Regions from separate parts of the Anas platyrhynchos genome. Here region 2 is linked to region 1. The links are chromatin contacts, called in public Hi-C maps. All regions are on one chromosome and are shown on one strand. The core of a region is the stretch at or near the end of the contact, and the rest is flanking DNA. Distances in the headings are between cores, read along the strand shown. Region 1 holds the start of ADAMTS1 (ADAM metallopeptidase with thrombospondin type 1 motif 1). Region 2 has its middle 46 kb from the start of HEMK2.

What was found. Hi-C and Micro-C count contacts between places; a contact is called where the count stands out from the background.
Region 2: a Hi-C map of skeletal muscle shows a contact between it and region 1, with 3 times the contacts expected there. The contact joins the enhancer-like site here to the promoter of ADAMTS1 in region 1. A contact is called at or near these places in 2 of 8 Hi-C or Micro-C datasets (F1 follicle and skeletal muscle).

Annotation. Positions count from the first base shown.
Region 1 is chr1:108,300,860-108,308,388 of IASCAAS_PekinDuck_T2T, forward strand. ADAMTS1 (ADAM metallopeptidase with thrombospondin type 1 motif 1) reads right to left here and starts at 4,098. Exons shown (of 9, transcript XM_027449257.3): 1 at 2,898-4,098; 2 at 2,337-2,689; 3 at 1,763-1,895; 4 at 1,187-1,354; 5 at 603-889; 6 at 132-318; 7 at 1-29. The coding sequence starts at 3,462.
Region 2 is chr1:109,262,334-109,269,620 of IASCAAS_PekinDuck_T2T, forward strand. No RefSeq gene overlaps it. Among named protein-coding and RNA genes, the nearest start is that of HEMK2, 46 kb to the right of the region's middle. Within about 2 kb of position 1,353, at least 2 of the 8 cell types and tissues checked have an H3K27ac peak or open chromatin away from gene starts, as enhancers often do. A contact at or near this core is called in F1 follicle, where this site is marked.

The sequences.
Region 1 (7,529 bases), core at 2,848-5,347:
TTCACATTGTTCCTCCCTAAAGGTTTTGCCTGTAGGCAGAGGAAAGACAGGTGGACATGAGATCATCTTCTCTACATGGTCTTCCTCTACAAGATTCCCCTTTTCCACCTCAAAAATGGGGAAAAAATTACCATCATTATCCGGACAGTCCTCGATGTTACACGACCTGTATTGCACCCGCTTCCCTTCGCAGTATTTCCCCCCATTCCTCGGGACGGGGTTGTCACACTCCCTGAAGGAGTACTGCACTCCACCACCACAAGTCCGGGAGCACTCTCCCCATGCTCCCCAGGACCCCCAGCTCCCATGCACCGGGGTCTGTAATGACAAGAAGGAGAATGAAAGTGTTAATATAGTAAAAACAAAACCACAAAACCTGCAGCCATGCTCATTTTTTTACTTAAGCCACTTTTTAAAAGAAAAAAAAAAAGCTCTAAGCCTGCTTAATTAGCTATCTACCACCATTTATTCAAGCCCTTACAACTGTTTGATTGCTCTCACTGAAGCATTATCTGTGCTACTCTGCAACCCAAGATATCTCTCTCTCTCTCTCTCTCTATATATATATACATATAGATATATACACACACATTTATACTTACATCATAATGCTTCTTCTCAGTTTTATTCACACACTTGCCATTCATGCACCATTTCCCTTCTCCACAACTGGTGCCGTCCGCCCACGGGAAGTGTTTAGTTTGGCACACAAGCAGTCCTCCCGAAGTGCCGGTACACCACAACGTTGTGCACGTACTGGCTGCATCAGGGCAGTGCTTGGACTCATCTCCAAAAGTGAACTGGCACTGCCTGTTGGCATCGTACAATGTGCCAGGCAAGTCAGAAGGAAGCTGGATCGGTTTATGGGGCTTGTCCAACAAACACTCACCTGAAAAGGAAGAAAAAAGGGAAAAAAAAAAAAACAGACTCTGTCAGTGAGTTCATTTTCAGCAGGGAAAAATGTATTTGCATCTCTAGAACTACATTTGCATTGTAGCATAAGTCTTCAAGCCAATTTGTGCCACCATTTTTGTAAAGTTAAGGTCCTTCTAAAATCATTGGCAGCACATAAAAGGTTAACACTATTCTTTAGCAGAAAGCACTCCCTTAAAAGAAAAAAAAAAAAGCAAAGCAATAAAACACAAAACCATAAATTCCACATGAATGGAAAGCTTAATAATCTTACCATGACCATTATCCAAAAATGTTGTAATCATGTAGGCACTACACGGAGACCAAGGCTGGCTGCGATCCAGATTGGAAAGCATAGATGCCATCATGTGGAAATCCCGGCTTATTCCATTAATACCAGCACACTGCTTTGCATCGTCATGAGGCATGTTAAACACGTGGCCTTAAAAAAAAAAAGAAAAAAAGTTGGTGATTTTAGGAAGTCTGTCCTATGCATTACCAAGGCTATTGTATGTATAACTCTAGAGCTACTCAAAGCCTGGCCTTTAAATGCTGAAAGAATATCCTGATCTGAACGGTACCAAGTTTTAAGCAGATTACAGCGTATTCTCCCTCTCCTCACAGGCTTTTTTCCTGCAGCCACAGTCTAGCACACAGCTCTTGGATTTGCTTTCTGCAGCTCAACCCCACTCCACAGCAAAGCTCTGCCTCCTCCTGACTGTGCCAGGGGAGTGCAGGGGCCCCGTGCCCCGCAGGGCGAGCCGTCAGCAGGGCTGGGGAGCTCTGGGCTTTACGTCATCAAGCCAGCTTCAATTAATCAGCCGGAACCTCATTTCTAAGTTGCAAGTACCTAGCTCATGTGCTGTTGTAAAGGCAGCCTGTAAGCCGTCGTCTTCAATGATAGAGCAACTGCGGTTTAGATCACAAACTGTTCCCACATCGGCCATCCCAAGAGTATCACATGTCTTGGCACCGCAGAGGTCCTGTAAAAAAAAGGCAGTTTCATTATTAATCAGATCAGAGACTTAACCTTGGCAAGCAACATCCAACCCTGGCAGTTTGCCTTTACTTATGGAAAGAGCATAAATATTCAGCACTTCAATGGGTACGATGGCAAAAATCTGTCTTTGGAACATACACAAGGCTTACACGTAGAAGTAAAATGCATAATTTCCATACTAGCCCTGCTGGAAATATAAGGCAGAAGCACACTGCATATACCATGAGTTTCACCTGGGACAGCACAAACGGTAAAACAAACGGCTAAATAAAAAGGGACTCATTCCAACTGCAGCCTGCTCTGCTGAACCTGTGATGCCACAGGACTGCCTCTGAACACATTTTTGGGGGACTCCCAGCAGACAGAGCCTCTGGGGGTAAGGGGCAACGTGTGCAAGGGTCGGTTCAGCCTCCTTGTCCCTCACCTGCCTGGTGAAGAGGATTGCGGTGTCATAGTGCTCTGCGTGCCGGTCACTTGGCGGGTTGTGCTGCTTTTGCCAGCTGCAGAAGTTTCGCAAAGTCAAGGCAGCATTGGAAGAGATGTCAGGTCCCTTCCGCTCCTCGTAGATGACCATGATCTTCACCACCACCAGGCTGATGGAGTTGCGGATGCTGGGGTGCTTGTAGAGCTTGGCCGCCACGGAGAACAGCGTCAGGAGGTAGTGCTTCAGCCCGCTGCCGTGGAACTCAGCCATGGACTGGTCGGCCACCAGCATGGTCTCCACGTAGCGAGGGCTGGACACAAACCGCTTTTTCCTTTTGCTCCTCGTTTCTGCCTCTGGAAAGCGAGGGAGACAGGGGCAAAGCACACGTGAGCGGCACAGGGGATGGCCATACAACCCCACGCCGGGGAACCCGACACCCACCGGGACTCAGCACCCGACCTCGGGGCACCCTTAGCCGCGTTCCCCCCGAGGCGTGGCTGCGGCAGGCCCCGTCCCGTCCCCCCGTCGGGGCAGCCCCTCGCCCCCCTCGCTGCCGGCTACCTGCGGGCCCCTCCGGCTCCGGCTCCGGCTCCTCCGCCCCCGGCTCTGCCACGGCGCAGCGGGCGGCGGCTGCTGCTGGATCTCCCCGTCGGGTCCCTCGGCGGCGGCGGAGGAGGTGGACGCCGAGGCGGTGCCCGACGCCGGGGGCCGGCTGGATGAGGTACTGGCGGCCCCGCAGCGAGAAGGCTCCGCGCATCCCCGCGCACAGGCTGAGGGCGGCGGCGGAGCCCGGGTCCCGGTTGACGGTGCCGGAGTAGAAGCAGCGGGAGAGCTCGTCCCCCGACGGCGGAGAGGAGGGCGAGGGGGAGGGCGGCGGCCCCCCCAGGTACTGCAGGGTGAAGTCCGGGGCCAGGAAGCTGCTGTCGGGCTCCAGCTCCAGCGTCAGCCGCTCCCCGAAGGCGTCCAGGCGGAACCGCTCCCGGCCGCCGGCAGCGCCCAGGCGCCGCGGCCGCACCAGCGCCTGGCGGGCGGTGGCGGGGGGCTCGGCGCTGCACGGTCCCAGCGCCACCAGTACCGCCAGTAACACCGGCACCAGCACCCCCAGCGGGCGCCCCCCGGTCCTCATCGCGGCCGCCGGGCTCGGGGCGGGGAAGGCTGGTTGCTGCTGGCCTGGCGGAGCCTTTCTGCCTCGGTCGTTAATTTGTAAAAGGCGGAGAGCGAGATTTGCTTATATATATGTATTTTTCTTTTTTTTTTTTTTTTTGGGGGGGGGTGTTGGTTTTTGCGGGCGGTGGAGGCTTCTCTCCGCCGGCAGTCCCGCGATCACTGCAGAGGCGGCGGCGACTTCCCCATGGCAGCAGCGGGGAGGGAGCGAGGCAGGGTGTGCGAGGGGCAGCCCGGCCCCGCTCTCCGGCCGCCTCCCGGCCCCCTTCTCCTTCTCTCTGCTCCGCTCCGCGCCGCCGCTCCTCTTTTTCCCTGCCCTCCGAGCGGGGAGGAAGCTCCGGCGAGTCCCCTCCGGCAGCCCCGGGCCGGCCTCGGGTGCACTTCCACAGGGCGGATGCTGGGGGACGATCGCCGAGACACCCCCCTTCCCCGCGGAGAGGAGCGGGACGAGAAAGCAAAAAAGCAGGAAAAAAAATAAAAATAATTCAAAATAAAATAAAACAGCGAGCGGGCGGGCGGGCCCCTCCGCCCCGGGCCCTCCGCTGCGATCCGGGCGGCTCCGCCGAGCGGGCTGAGTGCGGCGGCCGGGGCCGGCGGCGGCCGCCCTTTATGGGGTTCTGCCGGGCCGCCCCCACCCCGCCGGGGCCCGCCGCCCCCCGCCGCGCCGCCCCCCGCCCCGGCCCGCTGAGCTCACTGCCTGCGTAAGGCGGCGGCGGCAGGCGGCCCCCGCCCCCGGCCCCCCCACCAGCCCCCGGCGGGGCGGGACGGGGCGCGGCGCGGCGAGGCGAGCAGCCACGGGGTCCCGGCCCCTTCCCCCGGCCCCTCTGCCCCTTCCCCCGCCGCTCGCCGTCAGCCCCGGCCCCCTCCGACGGCGGGGTGCCCCCTCCCATTGAGCCGCGGGTCGGGGGCGCGGCTTTTCCTATTATTCCCCCCCCCCCCCTTTCCCCTACACACACTCTTCACCCGCTCCCGGCCCTACTAGGCCGTGCACCTGTAGTTCTGGGAAATGGTTCGTGCTGTAAATCGCTTAAACAGAGGCGCGCACGTAGGGGCAGCCAGGGTTTTTCTTTCGGGCCGCGGTGGTACAGCTAATCCGCCGTGCGGCCTGAGCTGCGATGGGCACGGCTGCTTCCCCCTGCTGCGGAGGCCTTTTGGAGGCCGAGGGCAAAGAACTGGCGAGAAACAGTGTTAGATACAAGATACAAACACAAGTGCTGCTGCACCGATCAGTGACAATCCCCAAAATAAAATGCTTCAGCATCAGGTGATGCCGTGACTTAACACAAAGGTAAAACTCACAGGCTGATGACAGAACTAGCAAACGCACCATCCTTCTGACAGAAGCGAGCATTTCAATGGTTTCACACATCCACCATTCTCTTAGGAGCACCTGAATCTAAACCGAAGGGTTTTTGTCCTAACTCAACGTCAGATAAATGTGGAGCCGTATTTCAGTGTCAACTGCACAGGCCAATTATCTGTCAAGTTCAGATAACACATTTGTTTCCCACGGCGCTGTGTAAATCCTACATTTTTAGAAACATCCAACTTTTCAACTTCTGCAAAAAAAAGCACATGGATAGATGAACTGGATTTTCCAGTTACTTACTCCACAAAAGTGCTGTTGTCCCACACAACGATGAACAAAATCAAATGGGGGATTTTACTTGGGATACGGCAGCCAAAGCCTGTGCATTTTTAGCAGAGCCTTGGCTTTGAGAAACTGCAACTGCTGCCCATTAACAAGTTCGGGACAGAAATACGCGTTCAGTTTTAACAGAGGCCTGATTTTTCTCTCAAGACTTGGAGATGAGTGGTGATCTCTGAGATCCAGCAACGTACACCCAGCTGTACCATGCTTTTCCCAGGACAGGAGACATGACAGAGGTGTGGCCCACTCATGCTGCTAGTTTTGTGTTGCACACGATAGCAGTTATACGTGTTTTGAAGGTTTGGGGAATTATGAGCTTAGTAGTCTAGAAATATGGCATATAAAATGTAGAATTGAAAGGGAGGTCTTGTAACTTATTTTTGAGCTTCAGACTGAAAATTGTTATGCTTGCAAAGAGACCCATTAAAAGTACGGCAACCTCCAGCCTGTCACTGTATGGATACAGTGCATGCATCAGGAGGGACTAGAGCTGGGCCACTTCAGTGGCCACCAAGCCATCTACAGCTTTGTGACAATGTTTTGCTGGTCCTTTTTGATTGAAAAGCTCCGATTTAAAATCTCCCGACCACCTTAAAAGATTTTTTTTTGTGAGTAAAGTCTTCACCGTGTTCCACCAGGTGGCACTCTCTTATAAAAAATTCTCTTGGACAATGTTTTACGGTTCATCTCCCAGGTTTCCAGCTATGCTTTGGAAGAAACGCTTAAATTTCAGAACTCTTCTCAGGCCTTCTGTGGTTAGGACAGTTGGTTTAAAGCTTTTTATATAATGTCCAAGAAAGTGCTTTAGGAAAGTGGCAACCACTAAGCAATTGCCTTGTTCTTCTATTGCTGGATGTGCTGCTGTGAAAAGGCATGGAAACGATTTGCAGTAAGTGAGCATGGGTGAAGGAACATTTACAACTACAAGCAAAAGGTCTGGCTCTTAGCGGACATGTAGTGGCACTACACAGTGAGTGTAGTATTGCAAGTGCTTAAATCTACTTCTGCAAATAATTCTAATGTCTTTAGCTGCATTGTGCAAAACTAGGAAGCACGTGTATGCATATTTGCAATCCATATCATATCAAATCTGCAACCATATTATGTAGAAATGAAAATCCCTATTAAAATTATGATATTTAGAAAGCTAAACTTACCGAAAATTTGCAGAATTTCACTTAATGAGAGTAAAACCTAGAAAAGGCATAGAACATTTTTTAATAAATCGCTAGTGTTCTAGTGTTTCTCGGGAAAAATTCAAGAACTTGTAATGCAAAGATAGCCACCAGATGGAGCTAATAGATCATCGTATTTTAGTCAGCAGTGCGTTTTATTTTAAGTGGATTACCCATAAATGTTTACAGCATCGGAGCAATATTAACAATGGTGAAGTTTCAGTTTCTTTTCCAGTGTTTGTATAAGCTGCTGTTTCCAAAATTGAAAAAAAAAAGACTTTTTTTTCAGCCTTTTTGTTCAAATGCTGCAGAATGATAACAGGATAACAGCTTTAAAAAACTATAACAATTTAGTATTAAAACAGCAGATGGCACATTAGTCCCACTGAACAGAGGATGGGAGACAAAAAAAATGCTCAAAGGAACACTTCCAATAACCTTAATCCTTTTATTTTTTTCCCAGAAATTGATCTAATTTTGCAGAACTCTTGTCCCATCACTGCTGGTTACTACTGAAAGGCTCACCCATAAACAACACTTCTATTCCCCTTCTCAACACGGAGCTGTCTGAGAGGTTTGGCTTCGTGCAGAAAAAGTGAATCCATTGTCACTCAGGATGAATGGCTGTAGCGAACAAGATTATTTATGGATTTCTGATCTACTTTAATGTCTTTTGTGATATACAAAATTGCAAAGCTTATTACTCTTTTCCATTTATTATTGATTTTGATGTCATTAACACTTAATTTTTATTAAGCAGGATAACAAGATGTTAAAGTGGAATATGACAGAAAACTCTGATTTAATGACTTCAACTTGAATGACTAGTAGGAACTTTTTTTTTGGAGGGGAACTGTGATTCAATTTGGTTAACAGTTTTCCCATAGTTTCACCTTTTACATGAGCTAACAATCAAAGTTGCTGAAAAATACACGAATTTTGGGACCCACCAGATTTTATTCCTAAGTAGCTTATATTATAGGCCTGAATGCACTCAAAATGAAGAACTACCATTTCTTTCTGCTTTCCACTAGTAAGCTTTCATCAAAAACGAACCGAATGGGAACTTAGTGTACCTCTGGCTGCATGAGTCAATAATTTTATTATTCAGCAGATATAATGCACCAGACTTTTGGATTCAGGATTTAGGCTATTTCAATTTGTAAAGGTAAGGGCAGCCAGGAAGCTTAACTTAATTTAAAC
Region 2 (7,287 bases), core at 103-2,602, 960 kb after region 1:
CTCTTTTTAAAAATCTGTTAAATCAGTCTAATTTCTTCAAAATTATGAGCTGAATGAGGTACCGAGAAGAAAGAAGGCCAGTCACTACCTGCCAGAAAAGAAACACACACACACAAAAAAAAAAAAGTTTTGGTGACAATTTTGATAGAAAGAGAAGAGCTTTCTGGCACAAAGAAGAAAAAGCATTTTGGGAAAAGGGAGCAGGGTAGCAGCTAAACAACACACAAGTTACATATTCATGTGCATCACTAGAGGTTAGGTGAGGTGCCTAAAGTATACATTTGAATACCCCACACTTTACAAGAGATGAGTGGAACTGGGGAAATGTTTGGTTCAAACCCATACAGACAGAGGCAACAGAAGACCACTTTATACCAAATGAATGGAATACCTTTTATAGATTCTTTCCAGCTTCAGTTCATATCTTTAATTAGTTTGCAATGCTAAAGACAATCAAAGGCATCTGCATCTTGTAATCAGTCCAAAATTTGTAGTATTTTTCCTGGTGTGTTTTATCACTTGGACAATCTGCTTGTATCTTACCTATTTCTTTCATGTACTATATATACAATTTATGTAAAAGCTCATTTTCCTAACCCTATGTGTATATTTTTACTGTAAACTCTCTCTTATATAAAGACCATCTATGCCTTGCCAAATACATTTTCTTGAGCTGTTTCTTAAAGAAAAAAAAAACGTTTATCTTGAGTAAGTCTGTAAGCATAGCTGTATGTGTGCTTTCCAACCTGTAAAAACCTGAAGACAACACATTACTGTACAGGTATAATTAAGAAGTTGTCCTTTCCTCACAATGGAAAGCTGACACTATGCAAAGATTCAGTGCTCATTTGCTTTTTGTTCCAACATTCAAAACAGCAACCCTGGGAGAAGTGGAGATTGAATAGCCTGAATAGTGGGAAGGAAAACATGATCTTTTTCACCCACCCAGTCATTGGTCTGAGTCCAGGTATCGGCAGCAGTAATCCAATGCCATCTAGTAGCTATGTCGAAATCTGTGTGTCATGAATTAGTGGCCACCTGCCAGGCACTGATTAGGCATCGCTAACCGGTGGTCCCTGAAGGACAAAGTGATGGCACATTGATGGGGAAACGTGAGAAGCTTGTTTAACTGCTGCCTGGACTGGACCGGCTCTGTGGGTAAACAGCGGACTTCACACTCACAGACTTAAGTTTGGATCTTCTCACAAGTAGGCATTTTTTCAGATGTAGTAGTCAATGTCAATGTTTGTTTGTTTTTTACCTTGACTATTGTCTAACAATGCCTAATGTCTAAACACTACACTTCTCTCTGTTATCTAGCATATGGATCAGGGTGAGTTTAAAGGCACACCCATGACCCACCCACAGCACAGCCTTCCCAGCTCTATCCCAGAGCTGAGTGTAACTCTGACTCTGACTTGGCTTCTGAATTAGACTAAAATAACCAAACAGACGTGCATTTCAACCTGTCACACATCCAAGGACACATGCATGTGTTGTTTGACTGCCTCAGTAAAGTTTACATCAATGCTGTCAACCACTCCTGGGGAGACAGGCAGGCTCCTCTATCTGCACTTTATCAAGAGGAAGAATTTAAGATCTGGACCTACAGGAACTCAAAAATAAATGGATGTTAAGTGCCTCCTGCTTGTGAAAATCATGCCTGAGGCTTTTTCCACATCTCCCACCCTGGCTGTATCTGTGTGAGGTGAAAGTACTCCTGTCCCCAGCTGCTCTCCTTTTCCCCTTGCCAAAAGCTAACACCTGCCCAGGTCTACCCAAATAACTGCACATGTAACTTCCCCCTCACACAGCTCAAGGAAAGTGGTATGGGCTAGCCCAGACTTGCTGTCTTATGATCAAGGAAATCAACTGAAAGTGTGATTATCCTGGCAGAGCTGAGGTGATGGAGGGGACATGGGGCACTTGAAAGGGGCCCCTCAGCACAACTGCCTCCAGCTACCTGCCCAGAGCTCTACTGAGAAACATCTTTGAGGTCTGTGGGCAAAGATGCTACTGTAACACCCACAGCAAACCTGCCTGGGGAAGGGCATCCTCTTCCTCCTCTGTCCTGCTCCTAGGATGCCCCAGCCAAAGTGCTTAACCTCACTCCAGCTCCCTGCCGCAGGGCCAGAAAGGAGAATGTAGAAGAGCACTGGATGTAAGCCCAGCTCTCCTACATCCCAGGCTGATGTCCCTCCTTCTGCTTGTAGCAGAAAGAGGCGAAGGAGAAACCTACTGATCTGCTGCTAATCTTAGAAGAGCCTCATCCAAACCACACAATACTGGCTTCCACTTCACAACAATCTTCCAGCCCAGTGAAAGCAAGTCTTCTCCAAGCACCATTTACAGTCAAAAAATATGTGGTTTCTTGTAGGTGGAGGCACAGTCAGTGCTTGGCTCGCCACACGAGGTTTCTGGTCTTCCTAAGCATTTGCAGTAAGCACCTCAGGAAATGGAGAGCACCTGGTATTAATGATGTAACCTCACTGACAGAGGAAGACACACATGCACACAGACACAAAAACATTTATAGAGGGTGTAGGTTCTCCTTTGTAGTTTCTCAGTCTTTCATTTCAAGCATGGCAGTAGCTATGGTGTATCATCCTGCTTGCAGTGGCAAAACATCTGAAACCACACACAGATTCTTGCACAAAAAGTGAATTTATCTCTTGTGGCCTGTCTCATTAGAAACAAATAATAAGTACTCCAAGGCTTCTGCAGCTCCTACAGCCCTCCTTGAAGAGCCTTGCTTTCTACTACAGATCAAGTGAACTGCCTTGTTCAAAGGTCACGGGGGAAGTCTGTAAAAGAACGGGAATTCAAATTCAGCTCGCTCAAATCCCAAAATGACTATAACTCTGTAATTAATTTTTTCTATGTAGCAAAAATGTTATGCATCTTATTTTATTATTTGGAAGTAGGGCCTTCTGGTTTTTATATTTCATCATAGGCATCAGCTCCATAAATACTTTCTGCATGGGACTAATCCTACGCAGTGTCTCAAGTCAGACTACTAAAACACATGTCTGCAAGATCAGGACCTAGACTTGTTTTCAGTCATTCTTGTAAGGTATGATTTAGGTTCAGAACAGCTAAGCCACATCTCAGAAGGCTTTAGGAGGAAACCTAAAGGTTTGCCAGAACCTGAGCACATATCTGTTCTCTGTTCTTTTCAAAATCTCCCAACAAGCTCTATTAAAGCAATGTATATTAGCTCCACTGAATTGGGTGACTATCACAAGAAACACAAATGTATGATCAGCGATATCACAAAGTGCTAATTTAAAAAAAATATATATATAAATTCTGCTTTACATCTGCTACTAAACTATGTCACTCTTTAGTTGTTATCACTTGTTATGCTTGCTGGAATAAACTTAGAAGGAGGATGGTCATGTGATGGCAAGTTATCTGCAATTCAGTCAATAGAGTGAGCACACAACAGCAAACCTTGATTACTGCACCAAGTTTCACCATAAATAATGAAGAGTGAATAACTCACCTAAAAAAAAAAAAGGCAAACTGGATTAAAACCGAGCAATTTTAAGGATGATTTTTTAAATCAAGCCTCTAAAGAGATATTCGCGGTCCTTTACTGCCATCTACAGCCTCCTGGTAACAGTGGGGTTTCTAAACCAGCAGGCACATGTGAATCTTAGTAAGACATGATCCCCTTAAATGTTAGCAGGGTTCTGTGGCCATCAGATATTTTTTCCACAAATAATATGATAAGAAAAAAGATCAAAATATTACTCCTTTTGAGTCTAATATTCATGCTTTTTCCAGTCTATTGTGCTTTCTGTCTCGCCTCTCTGTTGTCTTTGCTAATGGAAGATGCATGTCAGACCCAAAGCAATTTGATATGCTAGAAAATGTTTAATATGCTGATAAAGGAGAGTGGTTTAAAAATTGCTACATACTGAATGTGTCTTTTTTGCATACTGATTTTTTTTATAATTATGTGCCGTTATAGTCACAGCATTGAAACTGAGTTTTGATAGAATATATCCCTTAATATCTATTACTAAAAAAAAAAAAAAAAAAAAAAAAAAAAAAAGTGCAAACATTTTCTTGTATGCAAAAGTTTTTTGGACCCTAAAAACATGTTATAATACACTTTTTCAGTGGTGATGCCCATCTCTAAGTGTGTTCTGCTCTGGGTTATGGAAACATATCAGCTCTAACTTCATTTGGTTATTTACCCATCAGGGTACAGAACATGCAGCGTGTACAAAGGTATGTCAGTTTAGCAAGCCACCACATACCAGTAATGAGCAACCACAACAAACCATGATCTTCCCTGAAACTTCTCCCATTCTGTGATATAAAACCACAGCCTGAATGGTCATTGAGTCTAACCTAGGTGTGTTGCAGGCAATACCTCTTGGCCATGAACTGCATCTCCTCAGACTGGGAATAATATAGTAAGCTGTGGCAACTAGTTCATGTGGTCAATCTCTTCAGCTCATTTAGAGTCAATCTAACATGGCTGAGGATTGTAAAGCAGAGAATTAACAGGGTTTGCAGGGTCAGAATCATGGCTAGACCAGGAGTGATCTAGGACAATCATAATGACTTTTCCTAGCCAAAGAAAAGGTCCAGGGTTAAGAAGAGAAAATAGACATAAAAATGTGGTTTTGGAAAGAATAGGCTGTTTTATAGCAATAAACTAAACTGAGAATAATAGTAATAAACTAAACCGAGTATATTCATTGGTTGTCAAAGAGCAAATAAGGCACTTCAGAACACCAGGTTCTGCCTTGAAGGCAGCAGCTCAAGCTCAGCAGCACCATTTATATTAATGTCTCTAAGACCTGCTGTAGCTCAAGTCAGAACTGCAAGAAACTGAGTGAGTGGCTTAACCTTGTTTCTGAATGTCTTGTCCCTCTGTTGCTCAGAGGTGACAGTCAGTCTGTAGATAGTGAACACAGCGTATGTGCCCACTTGCTCCTGAAAAATGAGTAGCAGAGCTGGGAACACCAAGCTGCTGTGGTATACAGCTGCCTGACCAGACCAACCTTTTCCAAATCAGTGGTATCACCCCTTCCTATAAAGCAGCAGTTCTTGGCTGCTGCTGCGTTCAGAAGTCAGCAGGGAGAGGAGCTGTGACTTGCTGTCCTGCACAGATGCTTTTCTTGAGCTGCTGTAGCACCATGCTCCTGCCTCTGCCCTGCTGCTTAGTGTGTTGAAAAACCACCCACACACCCTCCTGGGGACTCTTGCTTCTGGCACTAACCCCTGCTGTACAGCTAATATTCAAAGTAAATTGTTTCAGTGTTGCTAGTACAGTATAAGGACTTGGTGGGCTTTGGTCTGAAGTAAAGAATTAGCCTGAAAAGATCCATAATTTGAAGACACTTGTTCAAGATGATTAGCGTTTCTTGAAAGATTCAGCCTTGTCTCACTTGCAGAGTATGGGCCAGATCCTGTCTTCCAGACACTTGCAGCTATAGCCTTCTTGATGCAGCTGGGGAATAGCTACTGAGTCAGCTTTACCTTAAGAGCCAAATGCTTCTTCTAGTGTCTGGTCAAATCACAGTGCCTAATACTAGTTTCAGGAGTCTATTAAGAGGCATGGGTTGACCTAGAGGCATATCTGACACAGGCATGTGAACAGAAGAAACATCACATCAAGAAAATTGTCAAAAAGGTTTGCAAAACTGAGATCCAGCCCCAAAACTGCTGGGGTCAGGCACCCTGGCCTGAACACTTGCAGGTCTCTGGGTATAAATGGCAACAAAAAATATACATTTAATTGTTGGACCAAAGGTCTCTGGAAAATTTAAATGCTAGCATAGGGATTAAATAGGGAAATGGGAGAGAAAGTGACCCATGACTTGTCTAATACATAATATTTTTATTGCACTGTCTGCTTCAAGGAAATGGTACGTAATAGTACATCTAATCCCTGCTGCCAGTATGTGTCCTTGCAACCGTTAGCACAGCAAAACAGTAGCCAAAAAGTAAAGACCAAGGACACTGATATTAAAAACCATTTTAAAAAGAGGTAAATTACATTCCCTGACATCATATTTTGTCTTCAATATATTGTCTTATCTGAAGGAGTCATTGCAAAAAGAAAGGAGGTTTGTGGTTATGTACATAAATGTGCATATGGGAAAAATGCAGGACAAATTGCTCAGGTAAATGAAGAGATTATGTTACCAGAGATATTATAGTTAAGAATCATACCATATGAATCAGTGTGCAGTACTGTGGCTGAATTTCATGTAGCCAGACTGACATCTTGTGGCTTGTGCAGAACATTTAACTATGCACCTGAGAAGAATTAACTTGTAAGTTATTATAGCATGGTGAGATTTTTTTTTTTTTTTTCAGCAGAATAATATGTGACTCCCCCAAGACATTAGAAGGTCCGATATTTAAGGTGATAGATAAACTGACTCTCATTTCAGTTTCTGCTTCTGCATGTAATTGTTAACCTGGTCTCCATATGAATGTTTCAGTCTAATGGTAAAGCTGTATTTAAAGTCAGTCACTCAAAAGATGGATCTAGCAGTAAAAATTGTAAAATTGGCTCAGCACTCATACGATCTTGAAGATTACACGTAACTGTGGATCCTTGTAACTTTTTTGTTTTTTAATGTCTGGGTTAAAGTTTATGAAACACTAATCCAGCCCTTTTTTGGTCAGCTAATGGGTGCCCTTATATCAGTCTCTAGTAACCAGCAGTAACTGCTTACAGAATATGATTTTGCCCAAATAAAACTGGAAGATCTGACAGATCTTATCTTCTACAGTCTTACACCATCCTCACACCACTTATAATCCACTCTGACTGCCAAGAGCATAAGATTTTTCTTAGGAAAATTTTAGGATTTTAGGATTTTTCTTTTCAAAGACAATGTTGGAGCAAGGGCAAGGAAGGACTGCTGGAGTTCTGTCCAAGAAAGGATGGATAAAGGAGTGTGTACAGAGAGGGTTGAAGGGCATATCTGCACTGTGACATGGTAGCCAGCACAGCAGATCCTCAAGCTACCAGCAGCCAAGCCAGCAGCATGTGCAGCCTCCTGCCCTTGCTGAATTGAGGGCTGGGGTGCTCAGCAACTCAGCTCTGGGCATTGAGTTATTCCATCTCCACTGGGCCACCCAGAGCCACAAGAACTCTGTGATCTTTGCACTATGGTCCACTTTGCTGTACAGGCTTGCTCCAAGCTGTCATTGCACCAGGCCTTGAGCATCAAGACCAATAATCTTCAAGGGCAAGGAAGAGTTAGCAAGCACAAATAATAAAACAGAGTGAAAATGGAAAGTAAGAAAGAC